Linked DNA regions of Mus musculus: all the other regions are linked to region 4. Evidence: chromatin contacts called from public HiChIP or PLAC-seq and promoter capture Hi-C data. All regions are on one chromosome and are shown on one strand. Each heading gives the region's core, a stretch centred on a gene start, on an enhancer-like site or on the middle of the called end of the contact. The rest is flanking DNA. Distances are from core to core; before and after follow the strand shown. Region 1 holds the start of Cwc25 (CWC25 spliceosome-associated protein). Region 2 has its middle 22 kb from the start of Fbxo47. Region 3 holds the start of Zpbp2 (zona pellucida binding protein 2). Region 4 holds the start of Med1 (mediator complex subunit 1).

What was found. Promoter capture Hi-C pulls out the DNA fragments that hold promoters and counts their contacts. HiChIP or PLAC-seq counts read pairs in DNA pulled down with a chosen protein or histone mark.
Region 1: an H3K27ac HiChIP or PLAC-seq map of regulatory T cell precursor shows a contact between it and region 4, with 8 times the contacts expected there. The contact joins the promoter of Cwc25 here to the promoter of Med1 in region 4. A contact is called at or near these places in 11 of 39 promoter capture datasets (the C10 cell line, cranial neural crest, embryonic stem cells and 6 more), 1 of 484 Hi-C or Micro-C datasets (cortical neurons), 7 of 115 datasets of contacts at active chromatin or transcription factors (the SCID.adh cell line, cardiomyocytes, extraembryonic endoderm stem cells and 4 more) and 2 of 9 other capture datasets (embryonic stem cells and pancreatic islet).
Region 2: an H3K4me3 HiChIP or PLAC-seq map of embryonic stem cells shows a contact between it and region 4, with 7 times the contacts expected there. The contact joins the enhancer-like site here to the promoter of Med1 in region 4. A contact is called at or near these places in 10 of 39 promoter capture datasets (the 3T3-L1 cell line, 3T3-L1-derived adipocytes, the C10 cell line and 6 more), 1 of 484 Hi-C or Micro-C datasets (muscle stem cells), 6 of 115 datasets of contacts at active chromatin or transcription factors (the SCID.adh cell line, embryonic midbrain, embryonic stem cells and 3 more) and 1 of 9 other capture datasets (pancreatic islet).
Region 3: a promoter capture Hi-C map of pre-B cells shows a contact between it and region 4, with 3 times the contacts expected there. The contact joins the promoter of Zpbp2 here to the promoter of Med1 in region 4. A contact is called at or near these places in 1 of 39 promoter capture datasets (pre-B cells), 1 of 115 datasets of contacts at active chromatin or transcription factors (the SCID.adh cell line) and 1 of 9 other capture datasets (liver).

What each region holds. Positions count from the first base shown.
Region 1 is chr11:97,765,186-97,768,133 of GRCm38.p6, forward strand. Cwc25 (CWC25 spliceosome-associated protein) reads right to left here and starts at 1,428. Exons shown (of 10, transcript NM_026186.4): 1 at 1,240-1,428. The coding sequence starts at 1,257. It also overlaps the pseudogene Atp5l2-ps.
Region 2 is chr11:97,904,806-97,907,578 of GRCm38.p6, forward strand. No RefSeq gene overlaps it. Among named protein-coding and RNA genes, the nearest start is that of Fbxo47, 22 kb to the left of the region's middle. Within about 2 kb of position 1,501, at least 16 of the 459 cell types and tissues checked have an H3K27ac peak or open chromatin away from gene starts, as enhancers often do. A contact at or near this core is called in embryonic stem cells, where this site is marked.
Region 3 is chr11:98,549,599-98,552,365 of GRCm38.p6, forward strand. It overlaps Zpbp2 (zona pellucida binding protein 2), which reads left to right and starts at 1,499. Exons shown (of 8, transcript NM_027061.2): 1 at 1,499-1,724; 2 at 1,845-1,910. The coding sequence starts at 1,676.
Region 4 is chr11:98,191,761-98,194,744 of GRCm38.p6, forward strand. It overlaps Med1 (mediator complex subunit 1), which reads right to left and starts at 1,533. Exons shown (of 17, transcript NM_001080118.1): 1 at 1,299-1,533. The coding sequence starts at 1,323. It overlaps Gm38963 (a long non-coding RNA gene), which reads right to left. Exons shown (of 4, transcript XR_880193.2): 4 at 2,176-2,277.

The sequences.
Region 1 (2,948 bases), core at 178-2,677, 430 kb before region 4:
ACAGGCAACAGAATCACCCAGATTACAGGTCTCCTGGCAAGGATGGCAAGTCTGGGTTGTCAGCTTCAGTTGAGGCACTGCCTCCATCAGATTGTGGGAATGTCTGTGAGTGTGTGTTCTTGAGTATGACCTGAGAGAGGAAGGCCCAGCCCACTGTGGGTGGAGCCATCCCTAGGTAGGTGGTCTACCTGTGTAAACAAGGGAAGCTGAGTAAGGCAAGAGAAGCAAGCCAGTAAGCAGCATCCCTCCATGGTTTCTACTTCAGTTCCTGCCTCTGGGTTACAACTTGAGCTGCCTTAATGATGGGCTATAACCTGTAAGATGCAAGAAGCCTTCTCCTCCGACAGTTGCTTTTGATCTTGGTTTTATTACAGAAGTAAACTAATGCACTGTCCATAATAGACAGTTACATGAAGCACATACTAAACTAGACTAACTTTGATGGAGCCCTGCAACTTGATCCAATTAAGGACACCCGGCAAATTCAGCTTAGTGGACAGATACCCAAACTGATGTACTTATTGATTCAATTACCTTCACTTTGAGAAGATCAATAGTGTCCTAATCTAGCTCTCTGCTTCTTGGATATTTCTGCCTTATTTAAGGCATTCCTTCCCCACAAACGAACTACAGGACTTAAGAGCAATTGCCACTTAACATAAAAAAAAAAAAAGTGTTACCGATACCGAAGAAAGCTGCCTCCTCACTACACATCAAAGCAAAACACTGATGTAAGGAAGGAAACAAAGATGGAAAAGATTTGAAATGGACGCCTCTAAACGGCACAGCTCAGGATGGGAAATGACTGAAGCCCACCCTTTCAACAGTCCAGGTCCAGGATACAACTGTGAACTCCTAGCTAAAAAAGGGGGAGCAGGGGAGGCTATGTCCGAAGATAACATACACAAAATAAAGTCTACGTGCCCAAGATCTACCTCCTTCCATACCATGAGTTCAACTGTCCCTTCCCTAACCTTAGACTTCCTGGGAGCCCCCGGGAAGCCCCCGAATCAGCAAATCCTGACAACAGCAAACATTCCTCGCCGCACATCTTCCCGAGGCTCATCTCAGTCCCTCTGTGGGCTTCACCATCCGCTCCCTCTCCATGTTTATCACCCCCTTGTGCTGAAATCAAGACTTCATTACCAGGGTTACCGACTGCTACCCCCGACTTTCACCCCACCCCGGCGCCTGTGGGTCTCGGGCTCAGTCGTCGCTGCCCAGGCCTCTAGCACTTACCAGGTCTCCGCCTCCCATGATGGTGGAGACGGTTCTTCAGTCTGTGGACCTGAAAGATTCAGCGAAGGCAGAGAGGAAACCTAGGGAAACAGTTCAGAGACGGCCTCTCGGGACCTAATCCCTACAGGAACCAGCTGCCCTTTTCCCCGCCCGCTCTAGCTCGCACTTCCGGGGTGGTGTCATATGACTGCGTCAGCGTCTCGGCTCGATGACGTTTGGTATGAGCGCTAAGTCTACGTGAACCTAGAGTCGCAAGTACTTTCTACCCTCCGTCAGTTTTGGTGGCCTCTTTTTGGTTGCCTCACGTAAGCCCCTGGCCCCAACTGTTGAAAAGCCATAGGCGGGTTCTGTTGCCTTGGCAACGCATCAGGGCTCTGCCGTAGAAGCGAGACAGTGTAAGACCTCAGTATCTGCCAACTTAGGCCGCCTCCCCATCTCACCGCTACACCAGGGTTTCCAAACCAGCTTTTCGGCCAGCTCCCTCATTCCCGGCATGTTTTATAGAAATAGATGCTATCAAACAAAATCCCAAAAGCCAGATGTCATGGCACACCCCCAGTCATCTCCCACGCTTGGTAGATGGAAACTGGCCAGCTCTGGCACAAAGTTTGAGATCATTCTGGTCTGGAAATACCTATTTTTATTATTTTATTTATTTTTGTTTCCTAGACAGTGTCTTTCTATGTAAAACCCTGGCTATCTGGGGACAGTGTAGATCAGGCTGGCCTTGAACTCAGATCTATACCACTTGCTTCTGTCACCAGAATGCTGGAATTACAGACTTGCTAAACTATAGCCAGCTTGTGTCTTTATTTTTATTTTTTAAGATTTATTTATGGGCCTGTCAGTAGTGGCACACGCCTTTGGTCCCAGCACTTGGGAGGCAGAGGCAGGCAGATTTCTGAGTTCAAGGCCAGCCTGGTCTACAGAGTGAGTTCCAAGGACAGTCAGAGCTACACAGAGAAACCTTGTCTCAAAAAAAAAAAAAAAAAAAAGAAAGAAAGAAAGAAAGAAAGAAAAGAAAAGAAGAAGAAGAAGAAAAGATTTATATATAAATAAGTACATTGTTGCTGTCTTTAGACACAACAGAAGAGGGTATCAGTTCTCATTATGGATGAGTTTGTGAGTCACCAGGACCTTTTTTATTTTGGTTTTTCAGAGACAGGGTTTCTCTGTGTAGCCCTGGCTGTCCTGGAACTCACTCTGTAGACCAGGCTGGCCTCGAACTCAGAAATCTGCCTGCCTCTGCCTCCTGAGTGCTGGGATTAAAGGCGTGTGCCACCACCCACCCCCCCACACCCACCCCCGGCCACCAGGACCTTTTGAAGAGCAGTCAGTTGTCTTACCCACCAAGCCATCTCGCCAGCCCTTGTGTTTTTATTTTTGAGTTGTTAGAATTAAAGAACTGGAGTGATGGCTCAGCCATTAAGAACACTGGCTCCGAGCTGGTCGTGGTGGCACATGCCTTTAATTCCAGCACTCGGGAGGCAGAGGCAGGTGGATTTCTGAGTTTGAGGCCAGCTTGGTCTACAAAGTAAGTTCCAGGACACCCAGGGCTACACAGAGAAACCCTGTCTTGAAAAACAAAACAAATTCAGCCGGTGGTTCGGGGAGACATACCTTCCACCTTAGACCATGGCCAAGTTCATCCGTAACTTCGCGGAGAAGGCACCGTCGATGGTAGCCGCTGCCGTGACTTACTCGAAGCC
Region 2 (2,773 bases), core at 251-2,750, 290 kb before region 4:
GTGCTGTTCCCAGGAGACCTCCCGCACTCTTGCCGTCGAGTGCAAATCTGATACTTTTCCCTTGCTTGATCAAGGGAAAACATTACAGTGCTTCAGGACAGTGTGCCATTTTCCTACACCCCCATCTTGGCACACTGCTATCCTGTACCCGGCCACACCTACCCCGTGTTCCGGAACAGTGAATTGGTCACAGTTCCCAGCGGCTCAGGCTTGTGCGTATTAGTTCTATTTGTCTGGGACGGTCACTCGCTTGTCAGCCAACTTTTCCCTTCTGGTTTTTCCAGACTCAGGTCAAACGTCACCTCCTCTTGAACTCGGCCTGGTGCATCCTCTCCTTTGCCCCAGCTGAACTTTTATTATTTGCACATCTTCTGAGCATTTTGTTGGTAGGGTAGAGCCTAGTCTACTGATGTTGGTTGTAAGGCTATGAGGGCAAGAGCCTGCTTCCTATTCTCTTTGGGTCTTTGGTACCTAATATATCTCTCTCTTTTTGAGACAGGTCTTATGTAGCCCAGGCTGGGCCCCTCAATATGTCGCCAAGGATATTTATCTTTGAATTTCTAATCTTCTTGCCTCTATCTCTTAAGTGCTGGGATCACAGCCTTGAGCCACCATGCTCAGTTTATGTAGAACTGGGGATTGAACCCATGGTTTCGTGCAGGCTAGGCAAGCACCTACCAACTGCACTGAGTCTTCAGCCTATGAACTTCTCTTCACTGATTCTTTGATCCCGAGCTTTGATAAGCTATGTGATCTTGGGTGACCCATTTAACTTTCTTGCATTTTAGTGAAAACAGTAAGTCCTTTGTGAAGATGAGGTGAAATAAAACAGACTGATGCTGTGTAGCTCACACTCCACTTCTCTAAGGACTTGCTATGTTCACTAAATGCATCACTCCTTTGATCTGCATGCTTTTTACTCTATTGTTGAGGTTCTGACAGGAAACCCATGCTCTGACACAAGCTAGGCATGTGCTAAGCTATCATTAGTCTGACTGTGCGCTCTCTTGCCTTGGGACCTTCTCTATCATCAAACGCCCTTTGCCTCCAGACTCCTCTTCTGCTTACAAACCCCTTCTTGTGTCTCCCATTCTGTACACAGGCTCCCCTCAGCCCCACCTCCATCTGGAGTGGGACTTTCTTCTCTGCATCCTGCCAGAGCCCTTCCCAGAGTGTTTCCCTTGGCTTCCATAGCCCTCACACCCACTTCTTTGTTAACCAACACAATCTGGATCCTGCCCTCCCACAGCCTCATCACTGTGTCCTCTGAGAACTCTCTTGCTACTGGGTGGTAGCCCAGGTTTGCTCACTGGATTTCTGGGGCATCCTGGGGTCATCTCCTGGCCTAAGCCACTCCTCCCTGTCTGCCTTGACTCTGCCCTTGCCGGAGTCTCCTTTTCTTTCCTCAACAGCTAGTTGCTCTTTTCTCCTCAGTGTTGATTCAAGGCTCCACCCAGAGCCTCTTGTCTTCTCTCTGCCCTCCTGGGTGGTCACACCCTCTCCTGAGACAACTGCTAGCACAGCTTTGCGTGTGGCTCCTGCTCTGGTTTTTACTAGCAGCTTGACACATCTTGACTCTTTTCAAAATGAATCATTTTTTTAAATGTATCTTTTTAAAAAAAAGACATGGGCCCTCGGGAGGCAGAAGCAGGTTGATTTCTGAGTTCAAGGCCAGCCTGGTCTACAAAGTGAGTTCCAGGACAGCCAGGGCTATACAGAGAAACCCTGTTTCGAAAAAACCAAAAAAAAAAAACCAAAAAAAAAAAAAAAAAAAAAAAGACATGGGTGCTGGGAACAAAACTTGGTTCCTCTGCAAAAGTAACGCATAACACAGGCTCTTAAGCACTGAGCCTTCTCTCTAGCACCTCCGGGAGTCTTTCCTATTGGAGAATTATCTAGATCAGGGTGGCCTATTTAGTCCTGTCTGTGGAAAATGCCTTGATTGTTAATTGTGGTAGAAAGACCCTGCCCACTATGGGAGGCATCATTCTCTATGCAGGGAGAGTCCTGAACTGCATAAGACAGAATAAAGAGAGATGGCAGCCAGCTTCTTCTCTCTTTGCATTGACTGTGGATTTGATACGTTAGGTTCCTGCCTTGAGTTCCCTGAAATAATGGAATATAGCCTGCAATTATCAGTAGAATAAACTGCTTCTTTCCTAAACTGTTGTCAGAATCTTTTATCACTACAACAGAAATGAAAGTAGGACCTTCCCAGGCCACAAGGTTAGTGGGGCTGGCGTTCTATGTGTCCAGCTGCTGGGCAGATATTTTTAGCGGTCTTGTCCCAACCCAGAAGCACCGTCGCACTGCCCTTTCCCACGCATTCTCTTCCGCCCCTGCTCCTGTTACTTCTGTTAATGTCCCCATCATTCTTTTGCCATCGGATGCTCCTGCTGCGTATCCAGTCTCTTGCCAAGCAGGTGCTCTCATTAAAGCAACCCTGTCTGCCCAGTTTGACTTCCCACTGTCCCGCTGAGGGGCTTCAGTATCTCTCAAAAGCATCTCTGTAGACCTTCACCAAAAAATATGTATTGAGCACTTGAAAATAAGAAACCAGTACCCTATGTGGCTATTCTAGGATGCTGAGAGCCAGGAAGGGGCTTATATAAAGGCTCACTATCCAAGGGGGCCAGAAAGAGGGAAGTACGTAGAGTAGGGTATACTCAGGACCCTGTGCCTGCCCTCCCTGGCCGCCACCGATCCTCTACTGCAACCTATGATGTCTGCTGTGCCCGGAAAGCATTCCTTAGATCTGTGACAATTCCACCAG
Region 3 (2,767 bases), core at 249-2,748, 360 kb after region 4:
TACCCAGCTGGATCCTGGAACTAGAGCCCTCTGGAAAAGCAGATAAACTCTCAACCACTGAGCAATCTCTCCAGCCCGACTATTCTAACACTCTTCTATAAGAGTTAAGATTTAACACATAAGTTTATGAGAATCGTGTGCAATAACTGAGAAGTTAGTAATACTTTGTACTTTTGGAAAATGTTTTGATTAAATCTGAAGTGAGGTGTCTCTGCGGTTATGAACACTGGCTGCTCTTCTAAAGGACCCACGTTTGATTCCCAGCATCCAAATGGCTGCTCACAACCATTGTTAACTCCAGTCCCAGAGGCGACACACTCTTTGGCCTCTGTGGGCAGTGCATGCCTGTGGTGCACAGACAGACAGAAATGCAAGCAAAACACCCATCCACATTTTTAACAGTTGAGGCTAACCCATGAGTCTAGACGTAGTAACTGACAGGGGGTGGATCTGACTCATTGAATCCCATTTCATGCTTGTGCTAGATCGATAAAATTAACAGTGACTAAAAATGAAATTACTGACAAAGGTTGCTCCTGGACCATCTGAGACAGTCCAAATACTGACTCGGCTCAAAGGAAATAAAACTGAAAACTCCTGATCTCACCCCAAATAACCATTCTGCACCCTATCTGAACCTTGGGCTCTCTCCCTAACCAACCTACTCAAAACCACTACTGAGAGCGGTGCTCTACTGCCAAGAGGTAAACAACACCTAAAGTCTTTCAGGTCACCTAAAATAGCAGTCAAGATGGGACCACGCATGATGGGGTTAGCGACTCAATTCAGTAAAGGCCCTGGGTTTGGTCCCCAGCACAGGGTTCAGAAGAACTTTGAAAGACTATTTTGGAGCTCCCTGAGAGTGACTTATCTCACATCAGCTGAGGAAAAGATCACCCGCTCTCGCCTTCCTTTCGAAGGGACCCATTCTCTAAAGCAAAGTTACTTCCGAATAAATTTGCATGAGGGGGTGTCCCTTACATCATCTCACACTCTAAGCTGAAAAAAATAAAGGTTTAACCTTCCTCCACGTGGGAAGGTCTGAGGGCACCCTTCTGAAGCACAGAGGAGAGGGCTCTTCAAGGTCTTGGTTTTGTATGCCAGAAAAATGCAACTAGGTGAAAACTGGATGTGACGTTTTGACAGATCCAGCAACGCTAGCAACGTTAGCTCGGGGTTCCAGAGCTGAGCCCTCGCTTTTAGGAAATTCTCACAAACATCTCCCTTCTTCTGATCGCCAAACTACGGCATCCTTGGGCTGCTCAGAGCCGCCGCCACCGTCCTTAGGACCCACTGTGTTCACTCATCAGTTCCTTTAGTCTGAGGAAGTCTTGAGTTCGTTTCCTTTACTCGTCACACCACCAGGCCGACTAGAGCTAGAGAGCGGGAACACGGGACCCAAGGAGAGGTGCGAAAGGCTCGGAGGGTGCAGCGCTCCGCAACTGCGCGTGCGCCAGGAGGCGGGGCTCTCCATCTGCGAGCGCTTGCCCCGCCCCTCGTGCCAAGCCGGAACACGCAGGCGCTCTCGGGCACAGCCGCCCCCGTGATAGCCTGGGACCGGTAGGGAAGATGCCCTTGGCGGTTTGCTTCGCTCTGTAGAGGAGCGATGGGGAGGCGTTGGGCCTGGCCTGAGGTAGGAGGGCACCCAGCCGTCGCCACTAGTGCCTGAGCCGTGATGCTTGCGTGGGCCCTACTCTACGCGGTGCTCTGGTCTCTCGCAGGAGGTGGGGCTTGGCCCGCAGGCTCCTCCCCCGTCCCTCCTTCTTCGCCTCCGCCCCGCCCCGCCCTGAACCGTGTGTCCTCCAAACACTAATAATAAGCCAGAGGTGTTCTCTCCTCCGCAGTTGGATCGCAACGTTCTTCCTTATTCAATATCAAAGGCTTTGTTTACGGCACGGTAGGGCACCCAGGTAATACGTGCCTCTTCTCACGCAAGGCTTGTCCCAAGAGCTGGGGATGCATCCTCTTAGGTTCTTCAGGCAGGGAAAAGGGAGCTAGGCAGGAGGGCGTCTGTGCTCTGCAGTTCGGGAAGTTTGCATCATTGCCCTCAAAGCTAGTCTTCTATTCCAGTGTTCACCACAGATCTGCCGCTCTGATACCACGTCTCTCTTTCAAATACTTCTGCTTTGTAATGGGTGAAGGCACTTAGCAGAGTGGACGCCCCTCTGGAAGGCTCTTCTCTCCCTCTTGTATTAACCAGCCCTATTCATGCATCAAACATCAGCTCCAGTGTTACTACTCTCTGTAGTTTTCCTACATTCAGGAAAAAGTACTCCAAATTTGAAATAACACTGCACTCCGTCTAGAACAATTCCACATTTAAGGCCTTTCTCTTCCCAACACCACCATTACACTGCCAAACTGAACAATAGACTTTAGAGATTCTGATCCTGGCAATGATTGGACCTTAAAAAGTACCTTGTGAGACTAGGTACTATCTATCCAGTTGAGTCACTGTTGTACACCTTTCTAGTAAACACTGCACAAGACAACAGGAAGCTTACGCGAAATACCAAGTTTTCAGTTTTGAAATAGTTTGTCAGTCAAGCTAACATCCTGTAACATTGATTCCATAGCTCCTTATTGGAGCTATTTATTAATGTGTACGTTAAAAGGAACTTGATCTTCATTTTTCTAGACTGTCACAAAATAAAAATATTACCGACAAAGTACAGTTTAAAGGTTTACTATGGGGAAGCAGCAAAGACTTCATTCTAAATGACAACTAGCATTGGACACGTTACGAAGACTTTTTAAGTACTGAAAT
Region 4 (2,984 bases), core at 283-2,782:
TTGGTTTTTGGAGACAGGGTTTCTCTGCGTAGCCCTGGCTGTCCTGGAACTCACGCTGTAGACCAGGCTGGCCTCGAACTCAGAAACCGCCTGCCTCTGCCTCCCAGGTGCTGGGATTAAAGCTGTGGGCCACCACACCTGGCTCCCTTTTTCCTTTTCTTTTGGTGCTGGGAATTGAACCCATGGACAAGAAGACATTACTCTAACCACTGCTCTACATTCCCAGCCTCTAAATTATCTTTAAATTAACATACAAAGCAATGCATATCATTTTGGCATTCTTATACATATAGGCCATTATACTTGGTCCAAGTCCTCTCCCTCTGAGAGCCACACTGCCCCAACCTCCAAACAGCCAAACCTCTCACTTCATTTCATATTCCACTAACCTTTCTATCCTGCAGACCTCCTTTGTTCCCACATGGTCCCATGTTTTCACAACCAACACACACCAACACATACCTACGTCGAGATTCCTCATAAGAGAAAATGTGCTATTTATCTTAATATGGCTTATTTTGAGTATCGTCCACTTTGCTACAAATGTCGAGACTTCATTTTTGGATAAGCCAGTCCAGGTCGTGGGAGGGAGTATCTGAACCAAGAATCAAACTCTTAGCTGGCCGAGAGGTGTGTAAGCCCGCACTTGGGAGGCTGAGGCAGGGGGACCTTGTCTCAAGAAACAAAGAAGATTCTATCCCTTCCCTTTTCTTCCCTCAACTGGGAAACTGGTTTGGGGATTGTTCCTGCCAGTTTATAGTTCTGAACACCTCTCCCCCAAGCTTTAAAGCCACCGGTCGTGCACAACTGAAAGCAGTTCGTAAAGACACAGCACAGTATTTGAACACTATGACCTTCCAAGTAATAAACGGCCCGCTTTTACTATGATGAAGATCGAACCAAGCAAGTCACTCCGGCTAAAACACCCTCCATTACTTTGACATTACATTGTTCTAGTGTCATCTTCAGCGATCTCTCCTGGAACAAAGCATCAACAAGTTTCAGTTTCCCTCTCCTTGGGTCCCACCGGGCTAAGCTCAAAGTACCCTGAGGCTCAACTTCCTCGTCCCTCGTCCCGCAGAAAACCTTTCACGAGTGGAGGAGACGGGGGAGCAGCGCCCCGGAGGAGGCGCTCCAGCATCTGTAGGGCTCGGTCGGGATCTAAGATGCACATTCCACCAGGATCCGGTCCCACGCACGGTGGCCCTGGAGGGGCGTGGGTCCCCACCTCCTCTCTCGGATTGGCTCGCCGCAGCGGTGTACCGCCCCTCCTTCCCCGCCACCCCCCAGTCACTCACCCTCGGTTTCCCCCTGAGCCTTCATCCTGACAGCGGGGAGGTCTTGGGTCCGCCACGAGCCGGGGAGCCTTTCCCCGCCACTCAGAGGGGAACCAAGTTAGCCTGGGCTCCGGGGAAGCGGCGCACCAGCGGCCCCGACTCTTCCGGGGAAGGCTCAGTCTGAAGTCCCCGGCGGCAAGAAGAGAAGGGTGCTCGCGGCCGCCGCCATCTTCCCCAACGGAACTTCCCAAAGATCGCGAGATTAATCGTGTTCCTGTGAGACGGAGGAAGAAGGAACCGCACCAAAGTCTCGCGGAGGTTGGCTGATTTCGTCCTCCCCGCAGGATCTCTAGCAGGCCCGGCTCCGATTGGCTCAGAATTCACACCTTGGCGTCTAAGGGTGTGTGCCCAGAGTTGACATCTCTCTGAAAGTTTATGTTTGCATCCCGACAGTTACACAATTTGTAAATTAAAAGCGTTAGCTCTTCCGTCCCGCGGTGGTGGCGGCTCAAGCCTTTGATCCCAGCAGACAGGCGGAACTCTGAGTTCGAGGCCAGCCTGGTCTACAGTGTGAGTTCCAGGACAGCCATGGCTACACAGAGAAACCCTGTCTCAAACGAAACAAAATGTTTGCTCTTTGAGCACCTGGAAAAGTGGCACACTCCTATAATCCCAATGAGGAAGGGGATAGTGAAAACCGGTCCTTACAAAATAATCTCTACTGAAAGATTTCCAGTGAGTTTTAGTGTTTGGGTGTTTAGAGTTTGCCTGGTGGTGGCGCACACCTTTAATCCCAGCGCTCTGAAGGGAGAGGCAGGTAGATCTCTGAGTATGAGGGCAGCCTGGTCTACAAAGTTTCTGGACAGCCAAGGCTACAGAGAAACCTTGCCTGGACAAAAACAAAACAAAACAACAAAAAAGTAAGATTTGTAAGATGACAAGACTTGTAACTCACCAGCAACATACCTGATTAGCATGTCTGAAGTCCTGGGTTTAATTCCTAGAGAAAGTGGGAAGGTGAAATTTCCTGAAGAACCAGAAGCAGTTATGTTGTTTAAAAAAAAGAAAGAAGGGGCTGGAGAGATGGCTCAGTTAATTTAAGAGCACCGACTGCTCTTCAGGAGGTCCTGAGTTCAATTCCCAGCAACCACATGGTGGCTCACAACCATCTGTAATGAGATCTGACTCACTCTTCTGGAGTGTCTGAAGACAGGTACAGTATATATATATACACACACACACACACATACATATACACATATACACGCATACATACATATATATATAATAAATAAAAGAAAAAGAAAGGAACTAGGGAGGCAGAGGCAGGCAGATTTCTGAGTTGGAGGCCAGCCTGGTTTACAGAGTGAGTTCCAGGACAGCCAGGGCTACACAGAGAAACCCTGTCTCGAAAAACCAAAAAAAAAAAAAAAACCCAAAAAACAAAACAAACAAACAAACAAAAACAAAACAAAAAAAGAATGACTTCACACACACAAAGAAGATGATTTTTGGAAAACATTATCATCGTTTACCATGTTGAGCTTGGCTCTGTACAGAAATTAACAGTATATTGATCTAAATTGAGCTTAATTTGTTTCCCATTTGTACAGAGGTAATGCACAATTTATAGTAAATAAATAAGGACTTAACCTATATCAAGCACAGAAACTGTTAAAGTAATATCTAAAATTCTTAAAAAGAGGA